5 separate regions of the Mus musculus genome follow, and regions 1, 2, 3 and 4 are each linked to region 5. The links are chromatin contacts, called in public HiChIP or PLAC-seq and promoter capture Hi-C maps. All regions are on one chromosome and are shown on one strand. Each heading gives the region's core, a stretch centred on a gene start, on an enhancer-like site or on the middle of the called end of the contact. The rest is flanking DNA. Distances are from core to core; before and after follow the strand shown. Region 1 holds the start of 1700031P21Rik (RIKEN cDNA 1700031P21 gene). Region 2 overlaps Gm35239 (a long non-coding RNA gene). Region 3 overlaps Gm34894 (a long non-coding RNA gene). Region 4 has its middle 37 kb from the start of Gm40423. Region 5 holds the start of Eapp (E2F-associated phosphoprotein).

Region 1 (2,700 bases), core at 126-2,625, 2.1 Mb after region 5:
TCCCAGTAAACCCGGGAACAAAGAAAAAGTTTTTTCAGTGAAACTGTGTAGCTATGCTCATGAACCCCTGCTGCTTAGTGGGGATCACGCTGGCGGCGTGGGTCCGTGTGGTTTACCTTGGGGTTATGCAAATTAGCTCCTGGTGCATGTTGGGTAAGAGCCTTCCTCTAGAGGCCTGGGGAGGGGAGTGAGTTCTCTAAGCAGTCCGCTATCCGGCACGCTGGGAGGCTCGCTGTTCTCCTACGTCTGTGTGGGAGCTTGAGAAATGTGTGGCAGCTAAGTGACCAGGGCCCTGACTCGATCACCTACTCCCCCCACACACTAAAACAGGACACTTGTTACCTATGTTCCACTAGTCCAATGCCTGTTGAAGTATGCCCAACCCGCCAGGTGACCCCTCCCCAGCATAGCCTACTCGGTCCCAGAACTATGGGCACCATACTCTAGGAACGCAGCAAAAGCTTGGGGAGGTCCTCTAGAGCCTGGGGTACAGTCTGTTCCCAGCAGGCGCTGCCCGGCCTGGACCCGCGAGTTTGACTGGGCGGCCACGCCCGTCCACTCTCTGCGGGTGGCCGGTCGCAGGTAACGCCTGCCTGTGCACATTTTGCGCAGGCGCCGATTAGGTCCAGGACCGAGGCTCGGGGACCAGGGGCCGCACCCCTTCACAGGTGTCTGGCAGGCGCTAGACGTTGCCTGGTAACCAAACATCCGGAACACAGATGCAAGGGCGGAAGCCCACCTACTTGGCCTGAGAGGGAAATTTAAGGATTTACACTGCTCACTTTGGAGTAGAATAATAGCAGAGTCACTCTTGTACTTCCGTTCCTTTTCCTGTATATTAAATGACATGTTAGCCCTGTTATGATACAAATGTGTAAAACATACCTACTTGGAGGAAATATTTGTTGTAATTTTAAATAACAGCGAAGTCTTAGCTGTTCAAGTCATAGCTTTGTGGGCTGTAAAATGAGGGACAAAGGTCAGAAACTGCTAGTTTGGTGTGGTTTCAGTATTTCTCAGAATGAAGTCTGGGCAAAGGTTTTCCTGTGTGCTTATAATTATCACCATTAGTCGGCTGTGGTGTGGCACCTGCCTGTAATCCCAGTACTTGGGTGGGAAACAGAGAAGAACTAGAAGTTCAAGGGCAGATTTCCCTACATAGTGAATACAAGCCCAGCCTAGGCTAGTCAGCTAAAATTCCTTCTCTTGAGCAGACAGACAAGGCCTATCCTTGTTCCAGCAGCAAACAGAAGAGTCCTCCAAAGGACACTCTGCGGAGGGAATGGTGAGTTGAGCTTCCTTCTATGACGTAAAGGAGGAGTTGCTCACAGAGCCAGGGTGTTCATCCCCCCAAGTTACGCCTAGAAAGCCTTTACCCAGTCGGGATGAAGACTTCTCCACCCAGCCACCCCACTCCCTTAGTCTTCCTAGGTTACAGACTCTACCCCTCCCCTCAGCGAGGCCACTTCTAGTTATGGATAAAATTGCGTACTACAGTAGGTAGGGTGGATACTCAGGTAAGGGTCGCCTGACCTCCCTGCCCCTTTATGAGCAGGTGTGGGTCAACAAGCCCAGCTGAGATGATCTTTTGCCAGTAGACATTACAGAATGTGGTAAGATAGATTTTGTTTGTTTCAGAAGATAGTCCTGTACAACACCTATACAAACTGTCTCAATTCATTAACAAACGAACTACCGAAGGACAAGGCAAGTTACTACTTAATTTAACTAGAGTTTCTTTTTTTTTTTTTTCCCTTCTCCTCGTCCTCCCATCTTTCCTCCAACTTGGCATGAGAAAATAATTTTAAAACTTGTTTAATTGGCACCGGTTTTCTGATATGCAGAAAAAGAAGGGTTATGAAGTCACGCAGAGCCGGGCGGTGGTGGCGCACACCTTTAATACCAGCATTCGGGAGGCAGAGGCAGGCGAATTTCTGAGTTCGAGGCCAGACTGGTCTACAGAGTGGGTTCCAAGACAACCAGGGCTATTCAAAGAAACCCTGTCTCAAAAAAAAAAAAAAAGAAAGTTGGTTGTTTTCTAACAACTTTTGAAAAGTAATAAAACACTGTTCTTCCCCCAGGAAAAACAGGAGTGAAAATGACAGGTCTATTGAATTAAAATTTCCAATTAGATGCTTTTTAAAAATGCTTTGGTGTAACTTTCTATTAGCCTGCCTTTTATGATAATTTTGTATTTATTTACTTTCCATCTAGATTGCAACTTCCCCTTTCTCCTCTCCTCTGAGACCCTCCCTCCCTCCCTCTCCTCACAGTCCCTCCCTCTCACCTCACCTCTCCCCCTCCCCCTCCCTTTGTTTCCATAAACTAACATTCAGATGTCTGAATGAATGCTTAATCAAGCCAACTTCAGGTTTAGGTCAGTAAACAAGCATTAATTTAATGATTTTTATCTCAACATCCCCATGAGGTTAAATGGGTTTTAGTACTTCTTTTAATATTTTTATTGCATTGTTTATTTATTTCCTTTGCATGTGTGTTGTGGTCAGAGGACAATTTGCCAGGAGTTAGATTTCTCCTTCCACCAAGTAGGTTCTAGGGATAAAACCCTCATTCATTGGGCTGGATAGCAAGCGCCTTTACCAATCTCACTGATTTTCAGTACTTCTGAGGACTCCAAAGTATGTGGGTAAGATTTAGTTTTCTTTTCTTTCAAGTGAAAAATTAACTTGAGATAGAGAT
Region 2 (2,700 bases), core at 49-2,548, 2.1 Mb after region 5:
TTTTTTTTTTTTTTTTTTTTTTTTTTTTTTTTTTTTTTTGTCTCTCAGAGGTCCTTGGTATCAGTTCTTTAAAAGTTAGCGGGGCTAAGGGTGTGCTTAGCAAGCACGAGTCTCTGAATTCAATCCCCAACGTGAAAAACATTTTTTTTTTGTAAATGCCCGATGTGTTGGAAAGGATTCTGCATATTTTAAAGCCGCACTCACACTCCACCCTACAATCCTGGTTACATGATACTTTGGTTTTCACAGAGAAGCAGAAACTGCAGGAAGAAGCATAACACAAGGAAACCCTGGATGATCAACTGCAAAGGCTTGGATCAATACCATCTCCGTGTTAGAAACCCAGCGCGTAGCTTCTGCATTGAAAACAGCACTAGTCCCAACAGAAGCTTTCACTGTCATCTGTCACCTGTGTTTGTGGAGATGCAATTATAGTATATATAAAAAAAATCATCCATGGACTTGGCATTGCCTCTTTTTAAGGAGAAAAGCTGTGCAGTTGTCAAAGTTACACAGGAGAACCACCATAATTCAGTGTCTATTTCAGGTACTACACAAGGCAGATGGCTTGCTTTCTAGGACTAAGGATCTCATTCTGCAGTGCCCTGCCCTGAACAAGAAAGGTAATGGAAAAACATCCCATACAAAAGGAAAACCCACACCATGTAGTTCTTAAAGAAGCCACTGCAACTTAGGAATCGGGACTACGACTGTGAGCTTTGTGAGTAATTTTGAAAAATAATTTGAACTACAAAAGTAAGATTAACTGTGTTTCTCCCAAACATCCAACAATCATATCCACAGTACCACTCTCAGGCCTAAGTAAATGCAAGTCAGGAAATGAACCTGAGGGGTTGGGCAATGGTGGCGCATGCCTTTAATCCCAGCACTTGGGAGGCAGAGGCAGGCAATTTTTTGAGTTCGAGGCCAGCCTGGTCTACAGAGTGAGTTACAGGACAACCAGGGCTACACAGAGAAACCCTGCCTCAGAAAACAAACAAACAAACAACCCCCCCTAAAAAACAGAAAAAAGAAAATGAACCCTAGAATAAAAATCCTAGAAACACTTAGCAGCTTGAATTTGATTATTAGATTCATACTCCCTCTTCATGCTCTCTTCTTTGCTTTTCAGGTTCAGTCTGGTCTTCCCTCATCCCCAAATAATAGGGTCCCCAAGATGTCCTATGCTCTGTACTTTCTCAAATGGTATCTGCCTCCTGAGACAACGTTTCTTATTGCTGGAAAGGACCTGGCAGGAGCCAATGCAGCTGTTTCTATGGGGAGTGAAACTTGACCCTGAGAAACAGAGTCCTTAAAGCCACAGCTCAGCACCCCTAGGGTCAGGATTTACCCCATCATCACCGTCCTGTCACCTCAAGGTTTGTCATCTTCACCATTCAAAAGTACATGGCTCCATCATTCTTTCTTTAGAAAATAGCCCTTTGGTGGACCCGGCATTTGGGATTACACTTTTTTCAGAAGAGACAGGCAGGGCAAGCAGGAGACAACATCTTGAACTATATGGGTACTTTCCATTTGAGGAATCACGCTCTGCCGGTATGTGACTCATGCTCAAAACATACAAACACCAAGGTCTAAGCTGTGGTGAGCTGATCCTTGGCAGCTGAACAAACTGTAAGCTCCATGAGAGTGGGCTCTGTTGTCCCCATTCCCATCCCCTCTGCCTCATCTCTCCATTGCCACCGTCACCACCACCTTCTTTATAGTTCCCTATCTTACTTGGATCTAGAACTTTTCATCAAAACTCTATTACTAGTAAATACCTACCATCCACTGACGCTTTGATAGCCTTTAGTTTATTGTTTGACATCTCTAGAATTTCAATTTAACCACCTTAAGGGGAAAAAGACGTTTGCCCCCATTGTAGGCCTCCAATCTGAAAGATCAGCTGCAAGACCTTTGTGACCAAGCCCTAACCACTCTCTCTGTGCACAGCCAAGTTTTTCAGCCTTTGGAAGACTAGCAAATTGTTCACAAGACCAGCTCCCTTCTCCAGTGACCTACTGATCCCCTCCTACTCTCTGGCTCTTAGCATATGCATTCTTTTCTAAAGTAATCTAAAACCTAACTTCCTGCTACCTTCTTTTTTTCCCAGCTGTCCAGACCTAGAAAACACGATGATATTGCTTATTTAGTTCTGCCTGTGATGCTCAATAAACAACAAGATGCCTGTTTGCCACATCCTGTTCCATCTCACCTTATTAGCTGGAGTTCTATTTTCACCCTGTAACACACTAGGGGTTGCTGTTGCAATATCCAGGTCGAAGGAGCTTCAACGCAGACAAGAGAAGTGAGAGAAGCTTGAGAGTCCTGGAAAACATTCTAGCTAAGACTCTGTCTTTAGAAGATGTGTGCAGCACACAATCCCCGGACAAACCTCTCAAGCAGTACAATGTAAGAGGGTGGCTGAAGATCCCCAAGCTGAACGTTTTCCTGTAAGGCTCACTGGCATAACCACGTATCTCTTGATAACTGCTGGCTGTGCCCAGTAATCCTTACTTGCCACCACAAAGTTCTGCTTAGACAACCAAGGAGTAAACACTTCCAGGCAGAATTACACACACAACTGGGCCCACAACAGCTGGGAAATACTTGAGTCTGTCCCTGCCTTTCACAATCATCTTTCTTGGCATTTGATAGCTAAGACTTTGGGAATGAATTCTTTATATACAAATGACT
Region 3 (2,700 bases), core at 110-2,609, 2.9 Mb after region 5:
GCATGGGATGATGGATCTTGACTCAAGAAAAAGAAGAAAAATGGCTTTTACAAAAAAGCATGTTTTGGCCCCCCAATAAACCAGTATTGCCAGAAACTGCTCTGACTTCTAAGGTTTCATGCCTGAGAAAGTTTTCATGGGAAACAATAAAGGTCACAAAACAACTTTCCTTCAGATGTCCTGCCCTGTGCCGCAATGTTTGCCAAGAACTGTTTCCCCGCCTCCTGGTTCCTCTCATTGGCCCGTTGGTCTTTCCATCACAGGTGACCTCCAGTATCTTGGTCCCACATAGCTCAGGGTGAAGAGCTGAGTAATCCTGAACCTGGGGCTGCTGCCGGAACAACCTTTCACACAGTGCCCACTGCTCCCGGTTGCACAACATGTTTGACTGCGAGAGATAAACGCCAGGTTTACATTTGACTCCAGTCACCTTCGGGGCCAGCAGCCGGAGCCTGTAAACAGCACCCACTCCTTTAGAAAGGCGCGACTTTCCCAAAGTCCTGCCTTCCGAGCGCTGCGCCAGGCTGGGAGGAGGTGGACAAGGAAGGGGAGTATTCCAAAGAAAAAGGAGGCTACAAGCAAGCTCTCGACTCTGTTTAGGAAGAAAAGGAAGAGCCGAGCTGAAGCATTGGCCCTGCGGGGGGTGGGGGTGGGGCTCATTTTGTGAACTGGAATTTAAGAACTAAAACTAGTCCCCCTAACGTGTTTCTGTTTACCCATCAGAAATCAATCTCTGATTGGAGCAGGTACTTTTTCCTCCGTAAAACAGGCCAAAGAGGAAACGGAACTGTCTTAGTACTAAAATAATCTGTAATTTAATTGATGTTGCATGTTAGGCTTATTGAAGACACCACTATGAGAAGATTCTGTGCTTTGTTTTCTGACACTGAAAACTGCAGGGTGGGGGCGAGAAAAATCCCCCCACGACTTCACACAGGTTATAGGAGGAAAACTAATAGTCGAGAAGGAGGGATTTCAGTGGATTCTTTCAAGAATAAACATGTCTTACTCAGATCTTGAAGCCTGTGACTATCGAGTACATCTAAGTACATCGAGTTCCTTCTGTTGGTTGAAGCTAGGTTTGCTGCGTCTTGAGTCCAGATGGAACAATGACACTAAGACAAAGCCTTAAGCAATTTTGTTTGCTAATAAGATGTCAGACCACTAATGAAAGGGCAGCTTGCTTTGGCTTAGGAGAGCAAGCTTCCCATAGAAAGCAGCTCCTAAGTGTGAAAGAGCAATATTTGATTCCCTTCCTCCCTAGTGGTAAAAAAGATGTTTTTGAGTGGCTAGCAGAGAGGAAGAGAAGGCTAGCCGTCTACTGATAAGATAGGATCATAGGAACATTTGTTTGGTTTTGCTTTGCAGATGGGGACTGAAGCCAGGGAAGCTTGCCTGCTAGGCAAGCACGCTGTCACTGAATTATCCCTCCCCACCCCCACCCCTCCGGCCCACATAGGGAAAATTCTGTAGTCGTTAAGATCGCTGTCGGTCCAGCTGCCCTTCTCCAAGACTGAGTAAGACATTGTGAGCTCTTTAAGAAGGAGAATCACTTCATAGTTAAATTATGCTCATGGACATTACACGTGCCCGTTCATTAATATTTAGGGAACACACCGGCCTCAGCAGTTCCAAACACCTGAGTATAGACAATGCTTCTTCCAATGTGGACAGGAGTAAAACACCAAAGTTCATCTTCTGAATAATGAACCACCAGCTTCAGAGTGTAAATGCTGCCTCCTCCAGAGGCTAAGGGCCTCTCTTCCCAACCCTACTCCCCTCTATTCTCCCACTTCCTTCTCCCCTTCCCTATCCCATTTAGTTTTCATTTTTGCTCATTGTGCAGCCTGACTGCATGAAGCCCAGGCTGGCCAAGAACTTGCTTTGTAGTCAGTCCTTCCTTCTGAGCCAGCTGTGTGCTGGGACAGCATTCTGACACACAATAGGTATTTTTTTCAGTTCCAGGTATCAGAGCCAGGACTTAGAGGTCTAGGTAGGTGTAAGTGCGCTGCCATTGAGTTCCGCTGCTAGCCCTGAAATAGAGTATCTAGCTCACCGGGGGGGCTGCAGACTCTAGATGATTCTGGCCCTATCTATCTCTTAAAAGTCAATATCTGGTCCATTAAAAAAAAAATCACACAGGAAGTTGATGTGGGAGCATTGAGAATTCAGGGCTATTCTGGGCTCTATCACCAAAGTTTGTCTCTCAAAAACTAAAACCTGATAGAAAGAGTCAACATCAGACCCAATGAAACAGACATTAAAATAACAGATTACACCTATTTTGGAGAATCATCTATGTCTCCTCCCTGTTGGAAAGCTATGAGTGTATTTTTTAAAATGAATTCACCTTCAGCTGATGTATACTGTATTGTTGAGCAATCAGAGATTTCTTTGAGTTGATTTTTTTTTGTAGAAATGTCCCCAGAAAGCAATTTGAGCGATGAAGAATTTTTGTTCTTATCACAGTCTATTGCAAACAACAGTGGATCGTCCTGAAGTACATTTCATAGTTTTTATTTAATCCTAATTATTTTTATCATTGTTGTTGACATATCATCAAGCTTTTGACCTCCTTTCAGAACGTGCTCTTACTGACTAGAATGACAAAAGCCTCCGTAGTCCATGGGGAACCTGGAGGAGTGAGACAGATCTGCTGCTAGATGCATTCTCTCCACAAATGAGGCGAGGACCCTGAAG
Region 4 (2,700 bases), core at 30-2,529, 2.3 Mb after region 5:
AGACCTATTGACTTGCCAAAAATTCTTATTACACATTTTATTTATGAATTTGTATATTTACAGTCATGAAGAATATTGGTTTGCAATTTTTTTCCCATTTGTGCTTTGTAAAGTTTTAGTTTCAGGGTTTTCTGATCTTACAATGGGAGTTGGGACTACATCAGCCAAAATGACATCAGAGAAAGAACTCTAGGACATATGTTGCAAATGTGATGTTTGTAGGCAGGTTTTTATGGACATAATATATATTTCAATCTCCTTTAATCCATCAGCCAACTTTTAGGTCAATTCTATCTTTGGGCTCATTTCATGAGAAACTGAGACAGAAAGGAAGGTTCAGCAATCTGCTCTGTGATTCATTGCTCACAATTGGCTGGATTCGAGGATCATTGCTTGGCCCCCATGTCCAAGCCTTTCCACTGCTTCCTAGACACGTTCAAAAATAGCTTCCAACTTACCTCGGCAGACTGTGTTTGTTCTTTGTGTACAGATAAAATTAGTTAGTCACAAGCACTTACTCTAACTGTCCAAATTAACACTGCACATGTGTCAAATGGACCTAAACTGTTGCTGAAGGCAGGGGAACCAGGAAGCGGGCGATCTCTTTTCATTCCAAGTGATTTGGATCAACACCAGCCTTCAAGATTTCTGCTATGGAGATAAATCAGGGCCTGTAGTAACCCGAGTCTCACCATATTCAATGTCTAATTTTTGCTAGGAATCAAGGACACAGCAGCTAAAACATGACCTGTGTTGGAGCCTGTACAAAGTCACTATGCATTACTTAACTGCTACACATTGGCCCAGAAGTATTTCATTAACAACACTCTTGCTGTAGATTCTATCTAGTTACCATAGAAACTTTGAAGGAAAAGCTTGTTTGTAACCCTTGGACTAGGTTCATTATGCAGCTCTATAGCTCTATTTAAAGATTCCCCTTGTTATTTTAAACTCTTCCCTTTCTGCTTGCTTGTTTTCTTCTCCTGCTAGACAGCTCAGTCAAATCCATTCATGACCTTCAAACAGCCACTCACGTGGTTTTCAGGGCACAGTTCCTGAAGGTGGATGTCTATAGCCAATGGCGCTTTTCTGTGTTTATCTGTGAAATAGACTTTGGTTACCACAAGATTTTGGTTGTTGTTGGTTTTTTTGTTTTTTTTTTTTAAAGCTGAAGTTTCACTTCATCAAAAATAAAAATGAACTGTCTTGTTTCTATTCTCTCTGTCAAATGAACTTCCCATCCAGTCCAGGTCTTCACAGAAGGCCCCATGAGTCCCCACTCAACTCCTCAGACATCTTTTAAGTAGGAAGTGTCTGCTTTCTAGAAGCTCTGAGTCTTCCTGTCCTCCCACCAGCCCTTTCCTCCTGGAGTTGCCAAATACAGCACTTAGCTGTGCTGGCCTCTACAGTTTCCCCTCCCCTGGGGTACTCATATCTCAGAGCACTTTACAGCCAGTGGGCCCCCAGGAAGTGAACTCCTGCCTGCCTCCCTACTAGGCAACATCTCCCAACAGGGTCCCTCTGTTCTCCTGCCTGATGTCCATTTGGCCCACGTGGAAATTCCCATCTGTTTGCAATTGGTTTTGTTCTGCAGGAGAGAGGTGGGTGTTGGACAACTGGGTTGCATTTATCAGGGTCATTCAGGGTCTGGTTTGGAGGGAAGGTTGGGGGCCAGATGTGGAACACTTCTAGAGGCTAAAAAGTATAACCTGTGGAGTTTAGAAGATTGTTTGGAGGGTTTTTGATTTTGGTCATAGAAGGAGTTGAGGTCAGATACCACAGCTGAGGGCAATTCCACATGAACGCTATGTGTCCCCTCAAAGACAGATCCAGTCTTCCAGAGAGAAAGTAGAGGTTGGGGCCCTGTGTCCAGGGCATACCTGCCTTTCCAGCTGACTTAACCCCTCAAGTGAGGATACAAATTTGGCATAATTTCATAAGTCCACTGAGGAACACACTGCGGGAATTCGTGGACTAACTTTTCAGATTTATTTTCACTATAAATTATGGATTTCTTTTTAAAGCAATGTCTTTATTGAGATATACTCTCTATCCAATAAAAGACCCTCTAAACTTTGTAATTTAGGGTAAGGGGTAGACAGTACTCGCCTAGCTTGCACAAAGTCCTGGGTTTGACCCCCAGCTCTGCTAAAGTATATGATACAGGGGATTTGGGTATTTGTAGAGTTGGGCAAATATTACTTCTCTAATTTTAGAATATTTGTATCATTCTACTCTAAACATTCTGTAGCCATTTATCCCAACTTCCCACTCTCTTCCCTGAGTCCTCAGAAACCAACAACCTGCCTTCTGTTTCTGACCACAAGTTTCTGGCCACCACCCAGTGACTTTAGGTATCCCCGTAGACAAACGCAAAGCCAAATGTGCACCGGGATTGATCACACTCCTCAGAAACCATTGCTGTGTTTCTCAGGCTCTAGCAAACCCAGCCTCATTCTCCCTATCACTGAAAAGAACAGATGGCTGAAGCCGTCTCCAGGCCAAGGCTGTGCCTCTGTATTGCCAAACATGCTGATGAGCCCTGTAACTCAGCCCGGAGTCACTAGGAAAACAAATGCGGAAATACCTGGACAGCGCCAAAGCAGCACAGGCATTTCCCAGCTCTCCCGCCACACCACGTTGCAGCTGCATGGGTGACTCCTGACACAGTGACCCTTAGTGGAAATGGGTCTGTGCATG
Region 5 (2,700 bases), core at 37-2,536:
CCGACTGCTCTTCCGAAGGTCCGAAGTTCAAATCCCAGCAACCAGGCTCACAACCACCCGTAATGAGATCTGATGCCCTCTTCTGGAGTGTCTGAAGACAGCTACAGTGTACTTATATATAATAAATAAATAAATCTTTAAAAAAAAAAAAAAAAAAAAAACTAAAACACCAGGTAGAAAGCAAGTCTTTCGCAATGCTAAAGTAAATGTTTTCTATTTTTTCAACAAAAATGCCAGGGGAGAGCGCGAACGCAGTCCCCCACTACCACAAATTATGCAGTCGAGTTTCCCGCATTTGGGGAAATCGCAGGGGTCAGCACATCCGGAGTGCAATGGATGAGCCTCGCCCTGGGAAAACCACCTTCGTGATCATGGTATCTCCCCTGCCAGGTAAGTATGAGTTGCGAGTGCCGTGTGCAGGCTCTCCATCATTGTATACTTACTTTATAACTACGGTCTCTTCCTCAATGCGTCTTCTCTACATTATATTCTCTTTTCTAACCTTGATCCATAAATATACGCTTATATTATGTAAATATTATCAATAACGGAAAAAAATGTCTATTTAGGGAGAACCGGTAGCCTTTGCGTGAAATTCTCATCTACATATTCCACGCCTTTGTGGTGACGCCGCGGGAACTCGTCTGTAGGCCCCTCAACGCGACTCCGCCCACTAAGGCTGTGAGGCGGGGGCGGGGTTTGTTGGTAGTGGGCAATCGAATCTGGAATTCAAAACCTAAGCTTCTGCCCAGGCTCTGGGCAAAGAAAAAGTTTTTTTTAGCTCAATTCAGTTTCTGCTAGCGGAGGACAGGATTCTAAGAGATCCACCCTTGTTAAGTTTAACTAGTAAAAGAAAAATCGTTTTTCCGTGGTGTTTTTCTGAGTAGGTCTATTATACATTATTTACTTGCACACAGCCAATAAACCTAATAAAAACCATGAGAGAAGGGCTAAGATAACAACTTTGAAGAAATAAATCTGACTGGATAGTGATATACAACTGTAATCTCAGCTCTCCGCAGGTCACGGTAAGCAGAGCGAAGCCAGCCTGGGCTACATAACTGGTTACAGGTTAGACTGGGTTAGTGAGACCTTTTCAAAACCTAAATAAAGCTTAAGTTAAGAGGAGGAGGAGGAGGAGGTGGCGGCGGCGGCGGCGGCGAGAAGAAAAATGCACAAAGACAACTGCTATTTTCAGCGGAAAAGAAAACGTAGAGACGTGTTAACATTGACCCTCCGCACGCCCCGTCTCTTGCATCCTTGTCACTGGACGGCTTGCGCAGGCGCACAGGAAGGACTCGCAGTACGGGCGGAAGTGGAGTCTCCGGGAAGCTTTGGGGAAGGCGCTGGCGGAGTACACAGACGCCGGGGCGGTGTAGGCGTCCTCAGGTCGCCATGAACCGACTCCAGGATGACTATGACCCGTACGCGGTGGAAGAGCCGAGCGACGAGGAGCCGGCTCTGAGCAGGTGGGCCGCTGCCCCGCGTCTCCGCCCTGCCTTGGCTGAGGCCGTTGTGTTGTTCGCGCCGGCCGTCCCTGGGCGCAGTGTCGTCCGCTTCACTTGCGGGAGCCTCGGGGCGCTTGATGGCGCTGCTCAGTCTCTAGGGAACCAGGATGGACAGCAGTGCGGGAAGAGGGATGTTCCGGAATTACGTGGGCCCCCAGGCGTGAAGCCTTAGATGGAACCCTGTTTACCGTTTACTAGCACTGTGACCGAAGGCAAGTCAGTTCTCGGCCTCGCATCTGTAAATGGAAATACAAGTATGGGACAGTGTCCTAAGCTAGTGAGGGCCTGGCCCTTAGCACGAAGTACTTATCTTGAAGACTGTCAAGTAGAAACTAGGGAATAGAGAATGGAAAAAAAAAAAAAAAGGAATGGGCTTTTTTTTTTTTTTTAAGTTATGATCTCCACACGCATGCCATAGCACCCATATGCCCATATACACAACATTTTTCTTTCTTTCTTCCTTCCTTTCTTCCTTTCTTTCTTTCTTTTGTTTTTCGAGACAGGGTTTCTCTGTATAGCCTGGCTGTCCTGGAACTCACTCTGTAGAGCAGGCTGGCCTCGAACTCAGAAATCCGCCTGCCTCTGCCCCCCAAGTGCTGGGACCAAAGGCATGCGCCACCATGCCCGGCTATACACAACATTTTTAAAACTGTAATTTAAAAGTTAAATGAATTAAGTCAGACATGGTAGTGTATGCCTATAATCCCATCATTTAGGAGGCCAGAGGGTGAAGAGTTCAAAGCTGGTTCTGGGCTACGTAAGATTTTGTCTTAAAACAAGAAAAAAATGTCCAAGGCATTTCTTGCAGCTGGCTTTTGCTTTGTTGTTCTTTTTCCCGCAGTTTTTTTTTTTTTTTTTTTTTTTTTGTTTTGTTTTTTTTGAGACAGGGTTTCTCTATAGCCCTGGCTGTCCTGGAACTCACTTTGTAGACCAGGCTGGCCTCGAACTCAGAAATCCACCTGCCTCTGCCTCCCGAGTGCTGGGATTAAAGGCTTGCGCCACCACGCCCAGCTCACGCCTGGCTTTTTTCTCCGCGTCTTAATCTACAACTTGTCTCCTTCCATGTGGGTCCCAGAAATTGAACTCAGGTCATGAGGCTTGGTGACAAGCCCTTTGTCTGCTGCTGAGTTATCTTGCTGGCCCTGACTTAATTCATTTTTGTTGTTTTATTTCTTCCTATTATTGATGTACA

Evidence for each region. Promoter capture Hi-C pulls out the DNA fragments that hold promoters and counts their contacts. HiChIP or PLAC-seq counts read pairs in DNA pulled down with a chosen protein or histone mark. Capture Hi-C pulls out chosen DNA fragments and counts their contacts.
Region 1: a contact with region 5 is called in a promoter capture Hi-C map of adipose tissue, with 8 times the contacts expected there. The contact joins the promoter of 1700031P21Rik here to the promoter of Eapp in region 5. A contact is called at or near these places in 12 of 39 promoter capture datasets (the 3T3-L1 cell line, 3T3-L1-derived adipocytes, the C10 cell line and 6 more), 2 of 484 Hi-C or Micro-C datasets (B cells and round spermatid), 9 of 115 datasets of contacts at active chromatin or transcription factors (astrocytes, cardiomyocytes, double positive thymocytes and 6 more) and 2 of 9 other capture datasets (adipose tissue and liver).
Region 2: a contact with region 5 is called in a promoter capture Hi-C map of liver, with 2.0 times the contacts expected there. The contact joins the enhancer-like site here to the promoter of Eapp in region 5. A contact is called at or near these places in 4 of 39 promoter capture datasets (the 3T3-L1 cell line, hippocampal neurons and liver), 1 of 115 datasets of contacts at active chromatin or transcription factors (astrocytes) and 1 of 9 other capture datasets (adipose tissue).
Region 3: a contact with region 5 is called in a promoter capture Hi-C map of liver, with 7 times the contacts expected there. The contact joins the enhancer-like site here to the promoter of Eapp in region 5. A contact is called at or near these places in 10 of 39 promoter capture datasets (the 3T3-L1 cell line, 3T3-L1-derived adipocytes, the C10 cell line and 5 more), 1 of 484 Hi-C or Micro-C datasets (B cells) and 2 of 9 other capture datasets (adipose tissue and liver).
Region 4: a contact with region 5 is called in an H3K27ac HiChIP or PLAC-seq map of embryonic stem cells, with 6 times the contacts expected there. The contact joins the enhancer-like site here to the promoter of Eapp in region 5. A contact is called at or near these places in 4 of 39 promoter capture datasets (cranial neural crest, embryonic stem cells, hippocampal neurons and 1 more) and 2 of 115 datasets of contacts at active chromatin or transcription factors (astrocytes and embryonic stem cells).

Annotation. Positions count from the first base shown.
Region 1 is chr12:52,600,997-52,603,696 of GRCm38.p6, reverse strand. It overlaps 1700031P21Rik (RIKEN cDNA 1700031P21 gene), which reads left to right and starts at 1,375. Exons shown (of 3, transcript NR_045910.1): 1 at 1,375-1,517; 2 at 1,642-1,707. Gm35239 (a long non-coding RNA gene) reads right to left here and starts at 744. Exons shown (of 7, transcript XR_001780617.2): 1 at 1-744.
Region 2 is chr12:52,635,254-52,637,953 of GRCm38.p6, reverse strand. The region is part of intron 3 of Gm35239 (a long non-coding RNA gene); the gene reads right to left. Among named protein-coding and RNA genes, the nearest start is that of Gm23296, 32 kb to the right of the region's middle. Within about 2 kb of position 1,298, at least 68 of the 459 cell types and tissues checked have an H3K27ac peak or open chromatin away from gene starts, as enhancers often do.
Region 3 is chr12:51,842,725-51,845,424 of GRCm38.p6, reverse strand. It overlaps Gm34894 (a long non-coding RNA gene), which reads left to right. Exons shown (of 3, transcript XR_381584.4): 2 at 264-2,700. Among named protein-coding and RNA genes, the nearest start is that of Gm34894, 7.8 kb to the left of the region's middle. Within about 2 kb of position 1,359, at least 393 of the 459 cell types and tissues checked have an H3K27ac peak or open chromatin away from gene starts, as enhancers often do. A contact at or near this core is called in B cells, adipose tissue, hippocampal neurons and 1 more, where this site is marked.
Region 4 is chr12:52,396,545-52,399,244 of GRCm38.p6, reverse strand. No RefSeq gene overlaps it. Among named protein-coding and RNA genes, the nearest start is that of Gm40423, 37 kb to the right of the region's middle. Within about 2 kb of position 1,279, at least 107 of the 459 cell types and tissues checked have an H3K27ac peak or open chromatin away from gene starts, as enhancers often do. A contact at or near this core is called in embryonic stem cells, hippocampal neurons and liver, where this site is marked.
Region 5 is chr12:54,694,480-54,697,179 of GRCm38.p6, reverse strand. Eapp (E2F-associated phosphoprotein) reads left to right here and starts at 1,286. Exons shown (of 6, transcript NM_025456.4): 1 at 1,286-1,469. The coding sequence starts at 1,396. Gm22513 (a small nuclear RNA gene) reads right to left here and starts at 398; the gene lies at 235-398.